3 separate regions of the Sus scrofa genome follow, and regions 2 and 3 are each linked to region 1. The links are chromatin contacts, called in public Hi-C maps. All regions are on one chromosome and are shown on one strand. The core of a region is the stretch at or near the end of the contact, and the rest is flanking DNA. Distances in the headings are between cores, read along the strand shown. Region 1 holds the start of PRRC2B (protein PRRC2B). Region 2 holds the start of UCK1 (uridine-cytidine kinase 1). Region 3 overlaps PRRC2B (protein PRRC2B).

Region 1 (2,763 bases), core at 102-2,601:
CAATGCCGGACCTGAGCCAGGGATCGAACCCACAACCTCATGGTTCCCGGTGGGATTCAGTTCCTTTGTGCCACATTGGGGAACTCCAAACTTCTGATTCTTAGAGTCCCAGAGTCCCTTGTATCGCCGCCAACAAGGTCAAGGGCCAGACGCTCATTCCTCCATTCAAGAAACCAATCAATATTTACTGAATGCCTACTATGTGCCAGGCATTGTGCTTACCACAACCTCAACTCTAAACCTAGTTAGGCTGAAGTGGGTGACCTTTCCTCCCAGGCCCGGCTGTGTGGCCTTGGGCGGGTTACTTAACCTCTCAGAGTCTGTCTCTCTTGGTCACCCGCGAATTGGAAAGTATTTTCTGCCCCGGAGTTGGGATTGAATGAGATCAACCACTCCCCTGCGGCTGGCGTTCTTCGCTCTTTACAGCGTATTATGGACGAGGGCCAAAGATGATTCGTATTCCAGGTTCCAGATACATTTCTTTTTGTCTTTGCTTTTTCACACTGCTTGTTTTTCTAATTGCCAAAGTACCTAGAGTAAACATCGAGAGTCCTCCCCAGACCTCTGCGACCGCGGAGGTAACCAAGAGCGGGGCCCACTCTCCCTGACCTTTTGTTTTGCATTCACGCAAATACACAAAACACTCCGGAGGACTGACTTCTTCTTTTTCCTCTTACGAAAATGGAATAAAGTATCCAGACTGTGCAACAACCTTGCCTTGGAATTAACAATGTATTATTTCAGTTTCCTTTCGGTGCACATATCAAATACATATTTTAACCAAACCCCGGCTCACGGTCTGGCAGCAGGCGCTGCAGTTCTGCAGGGGGAGGGGGCGGAGATCCGGGCTCTCCCCCCTCCCTTCCCAACCCTCCCTGCGACAGGGCCTCCCCCGCCCCCGGCCCCCTCCAGCCCAGCCCCCCTTCTTCCGGACCCCTCTCCCCGCCTCTCGCCCCGCCCCCTCCGCTGGGCCTCCTCCCCTCCCAGCGCTTCACGGACGCCCCCTTCTCTCCCCTGGCCGCTTCTGGGGCCCTCCTCCCGAGTTCCCCCTTCCCAGGCCCCTTCCCCGTCCCCCAGTCCCTGCAGCCCCCGCTCCGCGCCCTTTCCGCTTCCCCAGGCCCCTCCCCGCACCCCGCCTTTCCCAGTCCCCCCCTTGTCCCCCTCCCCCGTCTCTGCCCGGCCCCTCCCCCTCCCGGGACCCCAGCCCCCACCTCAGGCCCGGGGGCGGGGCGGGCGCCGCGGATCCCGGGAGGCGCGGCAGGGGGCGCTGCGCGGGCGGAGGTGCGGCTGCGGGCGGCGGCGGCGGCGGCGGCGCGAGGAGGAGGCGGGAGGAGGCGGGGCGGCGGCAGGCGGGGGGCGGGGAGCCGAGCGCGAGAGGGAGGCGAGCGGCGAGACACAGGCTCCGAGGCTTCAGCGAGCGAGCGACGTGCGAGCCGGGGAGGGAGGGAGCGAGCGAGCGAGCAGCCGCGCCGCCGCCTCGCAATCCGCCGCCATCCCGCCGCCTCCGCGCCCGACCGCCGCCCGACCGCCATCGCCCGGCCCAGTCGCGCCCGCGGAACCAGACCAGGTGGGCCCGGGGCGCGGGGCGGCGCGGGGCCGGGCCGGGGCGGCGGCGGCGGCGGCGGCGGGCGCGGCGCTAAGATGGAGGCGGCGCGGCCGGGCCGGCTTTGTCTCGGCGGCGGCTGACTGACAGCGGCGAGCCCGGGCCCGGCCGACCTTTGTCCGCGAGCGCCGGGCTCGGCCCGCCCCGCGCCGCCGCCGTTGGCCTGCGGGGCCGGGCCGGGGGCGGCGGGGGTGGCGGCCAGGCGGGCGGCGGGGACCCGCTCGCCATTGTTGTGGCGGCGCCGCGCGGCCTCGGCTCGGGCGGGCGGCGGGGTCGGGCCGCTGCTCCCGCGCCCCGGAGGCCGGGCCTGGGCGCCGCGCGGCCGGGGGTCTCGGGGGACGAGTCCCCGGAGCCGCCTTTCTGCCCGGACCCGGGTGGTCGGGGCGCGGGGGCCGTTTCCTGCCGCCGGCCCCATCTTGCCTGCTCGCCGAAGCGGCCCCGGGGGGCGGGGGTGGAGCCGCCGAGCCTTTGCGGGTCCCCCGGGGGTCCCCGAAGTTGGCGGTCAGGGGCTTCTGGGCTGTGTGCGAGGGGCTGGGGGGGTTAGCAGGCGCCCAGACGGCCGCGGTTTGAGTGCGGGACCGGGAGGATTATTTTCAAAACACTTAATGCTCTGTTGCTGAACATGTTTAATAATAAACAGGATGTCGCTTCTCAGGGCCTGCCAGATGGATTTTTTTTTTTCTCTCTTCCTATTTCTTTTTTTCCTCCCTTCTGCCTCCTGAGTAAAACACAGCACTGTTGAAATCGCGGGCCTCCGAAGAGTGCATTTGCCTACATAAAGTGGGAAGGCGTTTGTTTTTCGTTTCTCTTCTGATATCTTGGGAGTTCCGAGCCCACCTTTAGGCAAGCCGAGGAGGTGTTTTTCCAGGGAATGGTTAGCTCGAAGGAAGTGGGAGAAGGGGGCTGGGAGGCTCTCCTGAGTGTGTCATTTGCTAAATGGCTGCCCGGGAGAAAGAAACCTTTAGAAGGCTTTGGTTTACAGGATTGTGAAATTGCCCCTGATTTTTTTTCCCCCCTTCTTGAAGGTTTTGTGTGCACTTTAAGTGGCTTTGTACATCATAACACCCAGTTTGGTTTCTGTAAGCATCCGTCTGAAGCCTTAACGTGGTTTCTCCAAATCCGGCTGCAGCCATCCAGCCATGTCTGCGCAGTGCTATGTG
Region 2 (2,763 bases), core at 98-2,597, 120 kb after region 1:
CTCAGGCCTCCTTCCCGTGGAATGAAGTAAAGATGGGAGCCAGCCACAGGGCGGAATCTTCTAGTAGCAGCAGGCAGGAGCAGCCCGGCTCTTCCCCTTATCCATCCCATCTTGACCTGTTCCGCTGGCCCCTGACCAGACCAGGAAACGGAGCCTCAAAGGCCTCTGGTCCGCGTTTACACGCTGCCCCCCACTGCTGGCCTCTGGAGGACTCTGCCCCCCAGGGAGGGTGGGGAAACGAAAGGCCACAGTGGATGTGGCCTGTGCAGAGGGCCCTTAGCACAGGAAGCAGGGGGACAGCTCCATGACCACAGAAGTTAGGGGCAGAGCAGTGGTCCTGAAGACCTCCTGGGGTGTGGACTTCCTGCGAGTCCAACCCAGGGAGCCACCCAGGGCCCAGAGAGCTTGGGAGTGACCTCCTGGCTCAGGCACGCAGCCCGCCACCGCGGTGATTTCACGGAACCACTCAGGTCTCTTCTTATCCCTGTCCAACCCGGACCCAGTCTCTGCGGTCTGCCTCCTCCCCCACTCCCTCCTCACCCCTGGAGTCTCTCTCTACCTGGATGGTCAAAATTGTACTGTCCCTTCAAGGCCTTGGCCTTCTGCTCCGGGGTCAGGACCTTATAGAACCTGTCTTGGCTCAGGATGACCAGCTTCCGCTGCCTGTGGTCTACTTCATTCTGTCCCAGCAGCTCCATGATCTTCTCACAGACAGTTGACTGGGAACAGAGAAACAGGATCCCCGCCTGGAAACGCCCACCCTGACCCAGCAACTCCCTGAGGGGCTGCCAGACCGGCCAGTGGCAGGCGGGGCTGCACTTGGCGGGAGGGCCTCGGGGCACTGGCTGGAGCCGCGCAGGCCTAGAAGCCACGAGAGGCCAGGCCAGCGGGGAGTCTGGGGTGGCCCCCAGGGTCCAGGGCTCGGCTCCCCCCTCCTCTTGCCTGCGCCGGGTCCAAGCCTAGTCCTCGGGGGACCCTCCGCCCCCAGCCTCAGCAGCTTGGGGCTGGGGTCTCTCTTTGGACAAAGGCCGCATCGGGCCCCGGAATCCCTAGGGACCGGGGGTCGGGGTGACGCGCAGGCCCCGCCGCGCCGCCCAGCCCCTTACCTTGCCGCTCGCGGTGCCGCCGCTCACCCCGATCAGGAAGGGCCGCTGGTGAGGACGGTCCGCCTCGGGCGCCGCGCCCTCGCAGTCCCCGCCTCCAGCCGCAGCCATCCCCGGTGCCGCTCGCCCGCATCGGGTTCCTCGCTCCCGCCGCCACCCCGAACCAGCCGGCCAGCCAGCCCCAGCGCAGAGATCTGAGACGCTGCCCCCCAGCTCCACTTCCGGGAGGCAAGCGGCCGCGGGCGCGCGCGGGGCACGGCGGGACTTGTAGTCCCAGGCAGCCGAAGGCGCTGCGCATGCGCGGGCCGGGCCCGGCCGCTGCTCCCAATGGATGCTGAGCGGCCGCTCCGTGGCAGGTTTTTTGCTTTGTGTTTTTGGTTTGTGTTTTTGCTGCAAAGGACAAAAGTCACTCAGTACCGTAACTAGCTGCAGGCATCTCTAGATGCGGGGCAGCCTCCGGGAAGGTTCCCTCCACCCGTTGGAAATGATCCCCTCCGGACTGAAAGGCTAGAGTGGGGACTTGGGCCAGCGCCAGCGCTGAGCCCCCTGAGCTGGTCGGAAACTAGAACTGGTTTTGCTGCTTCGTGTGCGGTCACCTTGAGCGCGGCTTCACCTCTGCACCTCCCCTTCCCGCTCAGCTCCTGCCTGCATCATCAGGGCCCGACCTCTCCTGGCTGAGCACAGCCTTAGCCCTGCCTTGGCTCGCCCTCACTTCAGCCCAGCCTACACACTGGCCACCTAGCACTTTGTAGTGTTTTCTAACGCTGTCACCTACCCGCTCCCCCGCTAGAGCCTTCCGTGGCTCCCTGCTGCCTCTGGCAGCAAGTTCCTGGCTTCCTCAACCTTGTGGGCAGAAGTCGTCTTTTTAGATTCAGGCAGGAGGCAGGCCGTGAGCCAAGAAACAGCTGGGTTCCACCTGCACTCTCAGTGCCTGGCACAGAGAAGGCAAATACACATTGACTCAAATTGTGTATTCCCCCCAATGGTATCAAGACTCTCTTTGCAGGTCTAGCTCCTAATGTCTTGTGAGCTCTCCATGAATATTTGATGATGTTGCAATTTGATTCAGGAGAGACTATTTCAACATGGGGGCATCAGGTGAAGTCACTGCCCATGTGACTGCAGAGGCATTAACCCATCTCGGGAAGGGTTACAGGACAGTTCTGCTGATCAGAGAGGGTACAAGGAGACGCGGGCCTCCTGAGCCCTGGGACCTGGGCAGAGGGAAGCTGATGAAAGGGCAGCTGACCAGTGTGGGAAAACCACCCCCTAACTGAGAGGAACTCTAGCTCAAAACAGGGAGGTCCATTCCCACGCTTCCGGGCAGCACGGTGAGGTTGGACACCAGGCTCTGGGGAGAGCTGGGTTCCAACCTTGCCTCTGCTGAGTGACCTTGGCAGTGATGTGGCCATGGTGTCCCTTACATCTCAGATGTTAGGGGTGAATGTAATGACTGTGAAATAAACACATACAAATGGAACCCGGGGCACCCCATGGTGGCAGAGGTTCAACAACAGACCCCAAGAGGAGTTCCCGTCGTGGTGCAGTGGAAATGAATCTGACTAGGAACCATGAGATTGCGGGTTCCATCCCTGGCCTCGCTCAGCGGGTTAAGGATCCAGCGTGGCCATGAGCTGTGGTGTATGTTGCAGACACAGCT
Region 3 (2,763 bases), core at 79-2,578, 65 kb after region 1:
TTTCTCCGTTGAGAGTGGTACAGCGTGGCCAGTCCTTGCACTGACTGCGGCCCCCACCCTGGGAGCCTCCTAAGGAGGAAGGAGGGCCTTGGGAGCCGCTTGGTGAGCTTGAGAGAGAGATGGGCCAGCTTTGAGGTGGGGTGTAGGTCTAAAGGTTCTGGATCGGATAGCCTTGGGTTCTGGTCCTGATGGTGTCGCTTGTCTGGTCACGTGTGTCCTTGGACACGTCCATGTAACCAGAAGGAATGAATGCCTGCCTCTCAGGCAGTGCAGGTTTTATGATGCCTGTGAGCTGGCTTATCAGTGTTGTCTTTGTTTGTGTTTCATAGACCTTAAAAAGGACCTGCGTTTTGCTCTGAAGGTCACTGGGTGGCTCTTGTGCGCAGAGCAGTCTTCTGTAGGCACACTCGCCTTCTCAGCCAGAACCACTCCCTGGTGGTTATTTATTTGTCTTACAAGTTAATCAAAGAAGGGGCTTATTTTTCATTTTGCGGGAAACCGAGATCACGCACAGACAGACCTTAGCTCGGCAGCTAGATGTGTAGTAAGTTATTACCAGTCAAAATGTTTCAGGAGTTCCTGTCATGGCACAGCAGAGAGGAATCTGACTGGGAACCATGAGGTTGCGGGTTCGATCCCTGGCCTCGCTCAGTGCGTTAAGGATCCGGTGTTGCCGTGAGCTGTGGTGTAGGTCGCAGGTGCAGCTCGGCTCCCACGTTGCTGTGGCTGTGGTGTAGGCTGGCGGCTGTAGCTCCAATTTGACCCCTAGCCTGGGAACGTCCACATGCCGCAGATGTGGCCCTAAAAAGCAAAAAAAAAAAAAAAAAGTTTCACGGTGTGGGTGTCCTGGGGAAACAGATCAGAGTTTCTGGCCTTTCCCAGAATCTCCTGTACTTGCCTTTAGAACCTTCACCCCAGATCCTCCTAAGCAGGGTTCCAGAAGCTCATTGCATCCTCTGCTCTAAACAGGAAGTCACGTTCATTGTGCTTCTGCAGTGTGAGCGGCTCAGTGCCGCTCCCCCTGGGCCTGCTGAGAACCACCGATGACTGGGGAGAGCCCTGCAGTGGTAGACACAGCAGTCACAGCGGCTCTGGGTAACTCTTCTGGGGTCACTGGTGGGTAAAAAGCCTTCTCTAGGAACAGCAAGCGGTCTGGACGTGCTGGCAGGCGGACTGTCTGGTCGGATTCCTCGGGGACCTGGGGTCTAGACAGGAGGAGGAGCCGTGGGCAGAGAGCCTGTGGCCTCCTGTGGGGCCAGGAGGGCTCTTCTTACTGAGTGCCGAGTGCTCCCAGAGGTGCCTGAAGTGCCGGCGAGCCGTCCAGGGAACCCAGCCCAGGCTGGGCTTGTGCCAACGGGCTGGCAGGAAAGGGCGTGCCGGGTCGGCTGGCCTCCTCGTCTGACTCTGCGCCGGCGTCCTGCCAGGACGCTGGCTGTGGATGCACCTGTGAGGCCAGCCCTGGAGGTGACAGGTGCTGTGGAACAGGGTCTGCAGTGAACCCTCACTGGGTCCGGGCGTTGATTTTTGACACTTGATTGAGACTTTATGTTCATCCTTTTGTGCGGTGAATTTTCTACGTACCAAGTCTGGTGATAGAGGCGTGGAGCCCAGAGCCTGGGCAGTCGTGGGAGGTGATTAGAGAGGCCGGTGGGGCAGGAGCTGCCAGGCCCTGGCGTCACGAGCCAGCCTGTGGGATTTGGGCGCCTAGGTGGAGAGCTGGGGTCAGGGCATCTCTGCGGAGAGCGGATTGACGGACGTCAGGAGGAAAGAGAGGAGGGGCACCCCCGGGTGGTGGGTGTAGACAGGGAGCGGTGCCCTGGGAGCCGTGCTTTCCAGGTCAGCTCCAGGAGTGTGTGGTCTACATGAAAACCCAGTCGGCCTTGTGCAGCCCAGGAGCCCAAGGCCCAGCTGTGATGATGGCGCGACTGTCCATGAGTCCTGGGAGGGGCCTGAGCCCGAGCGCTGTAACACCCTGGGGCCTCCCCTTTGGTCTTCTGTTCTGGGCCGGGGTTTCTGTGCCACCTGACAGGAGGCTGGAAGAGCGCAGGTGCGCACGCACAGCCTCTGGCTGCAGTCCCGTGCAGCCCCTTGCAGCCCCGTGCAGCCTGAGCTCTCTTCCTGGTCAGGAGCAGCTGTACAAGATGCAGCACTGGCAGCCCGTGTACCCTCCGCCGTCCCACCCGCAGCGCTCCTTCTACCCGCACCACCCTCAGATGCTGGGCTTCGACCCCCGCTGGATGATGATGCCCTCCTACCTGGACCCGCGGATCCCGCCCGCGCGGACCCCCGTGGACCTCTACCCCTCGGCCCTGCACCCCTCAGGTAAGCACGTGGCCGAGTGGGCCATCCCGCTGGAGAGCCCGGGGTGGCAGGCGGTTGAAGGGTGCTGCCTTCGGAGGTCGACAGACCCCCTGGATTCCGTCTGTCCTCTTTGCGAGTCTCACGCCAGTCTGAGTTTACCCTCCTTGTTTGCAGGAGGAGGGTAGGGTCCTAGCGCCCGCCACCAGGAGTGTCTGTCTTGCCTGTAAACTGCTTTAAGTTCTGTATTCTGCTGCGTCCTTTTGTCCCTTTTTCCATTCTCAATATTCGTTTCTCTCTCTCCTCTCTCTTTTCCCTTGATTAGTCTTTCCCAAGGTTTGTCTAGCGCCGTTTTAAAAAGCCTCTTTTTGGTTTCTTAATTCCTCTGTTTCATCTGGTTTTTATTTTAACTCCTCCCCCCATTATTTCCATTGAAATTATTGTGTTCTTTTTCTAACTATGTTC

Evidence for each region. Hi-C and Micro-C count contacts between places; a contact is called where the count stands out from the background.
Region 2: a Hi-C map of skeletal muscle shows a contact between it and region 1, with 4 times the contacts expected there. The contact joins the promoter of UCK1 here to the promoter of PRRC2B in region 1. A contact is called at or near these places in 2 of 5 promoter capture datasets (fetal skeletal muscle and liver), 5 of 47 Hi-C or Micro-C datasets (heart right ventricle, liver, retroperitoneal adipose tissue and 1 more) and 1 of 2 datasets of contacts at active chromatin or transcription factors (alveolar macrophages).
Region 3: a contact with region 1 is called in a Hi-C map of skeletal muscle, with 4 times the contacts expected there. The contact joins the enhancer-like site here to the promoter of PRRC2B in region 1. A contact is called at or near these places in 1 of 5 promoter capture datasets (liver), 4 of 47 Hi-C or Micro-C datasets (alveolar macrophages, embryonic fibroblasts, heart right ventricle and 1 more) and 2 of 2 datasets of contacts at active chromatin or transcription factors (alveolar macrophages and skeletal muscle).

What each region holds. Positions count from the first base shown.
Region 1 is chr1:271,335,429-271,338,191 of Sscrofa11.1, forward strand. It overlaps PRRC2B (protein PRRC2B), which reads left to right and starts at 1,352. Exons shown (of 33, transcript XR_002337933.1): 1 at 1,352-1,567.
Region 2 is chr1:271,452,464-271,455,226 of Sscrofa11.1, forward strand. UCK1 (uridine-cytidine kinase 1) reads right to left here and starts at 1,348. Exons shown (of 7, transcript XM_003122250.4): 1 at 1,107-1,348; 2 at 560-719. The coding sequence starts at 1,214.
Region 3 is chr1:271,400,288-271,403,050 of Sscrofa11.1, forward strand. It overlaps PRRC2B (protein PRRC2B), which reads left to right. Exons shown (of 33, transcript XR_002337933.1): 14 at 2,127-2,322. Among named protein-coding and RNA genes, the nearest start is that of POMT1, 31 kb to the right of the region's middle. Within about 2 kb of position 1,329, at least 12 of the 83 cell types and tissues checked have an H3K27ac peak or open chromatin away from gene starts, as enhancers often do. A contact at or near this core is called in skeletal muscle, where this site is marked.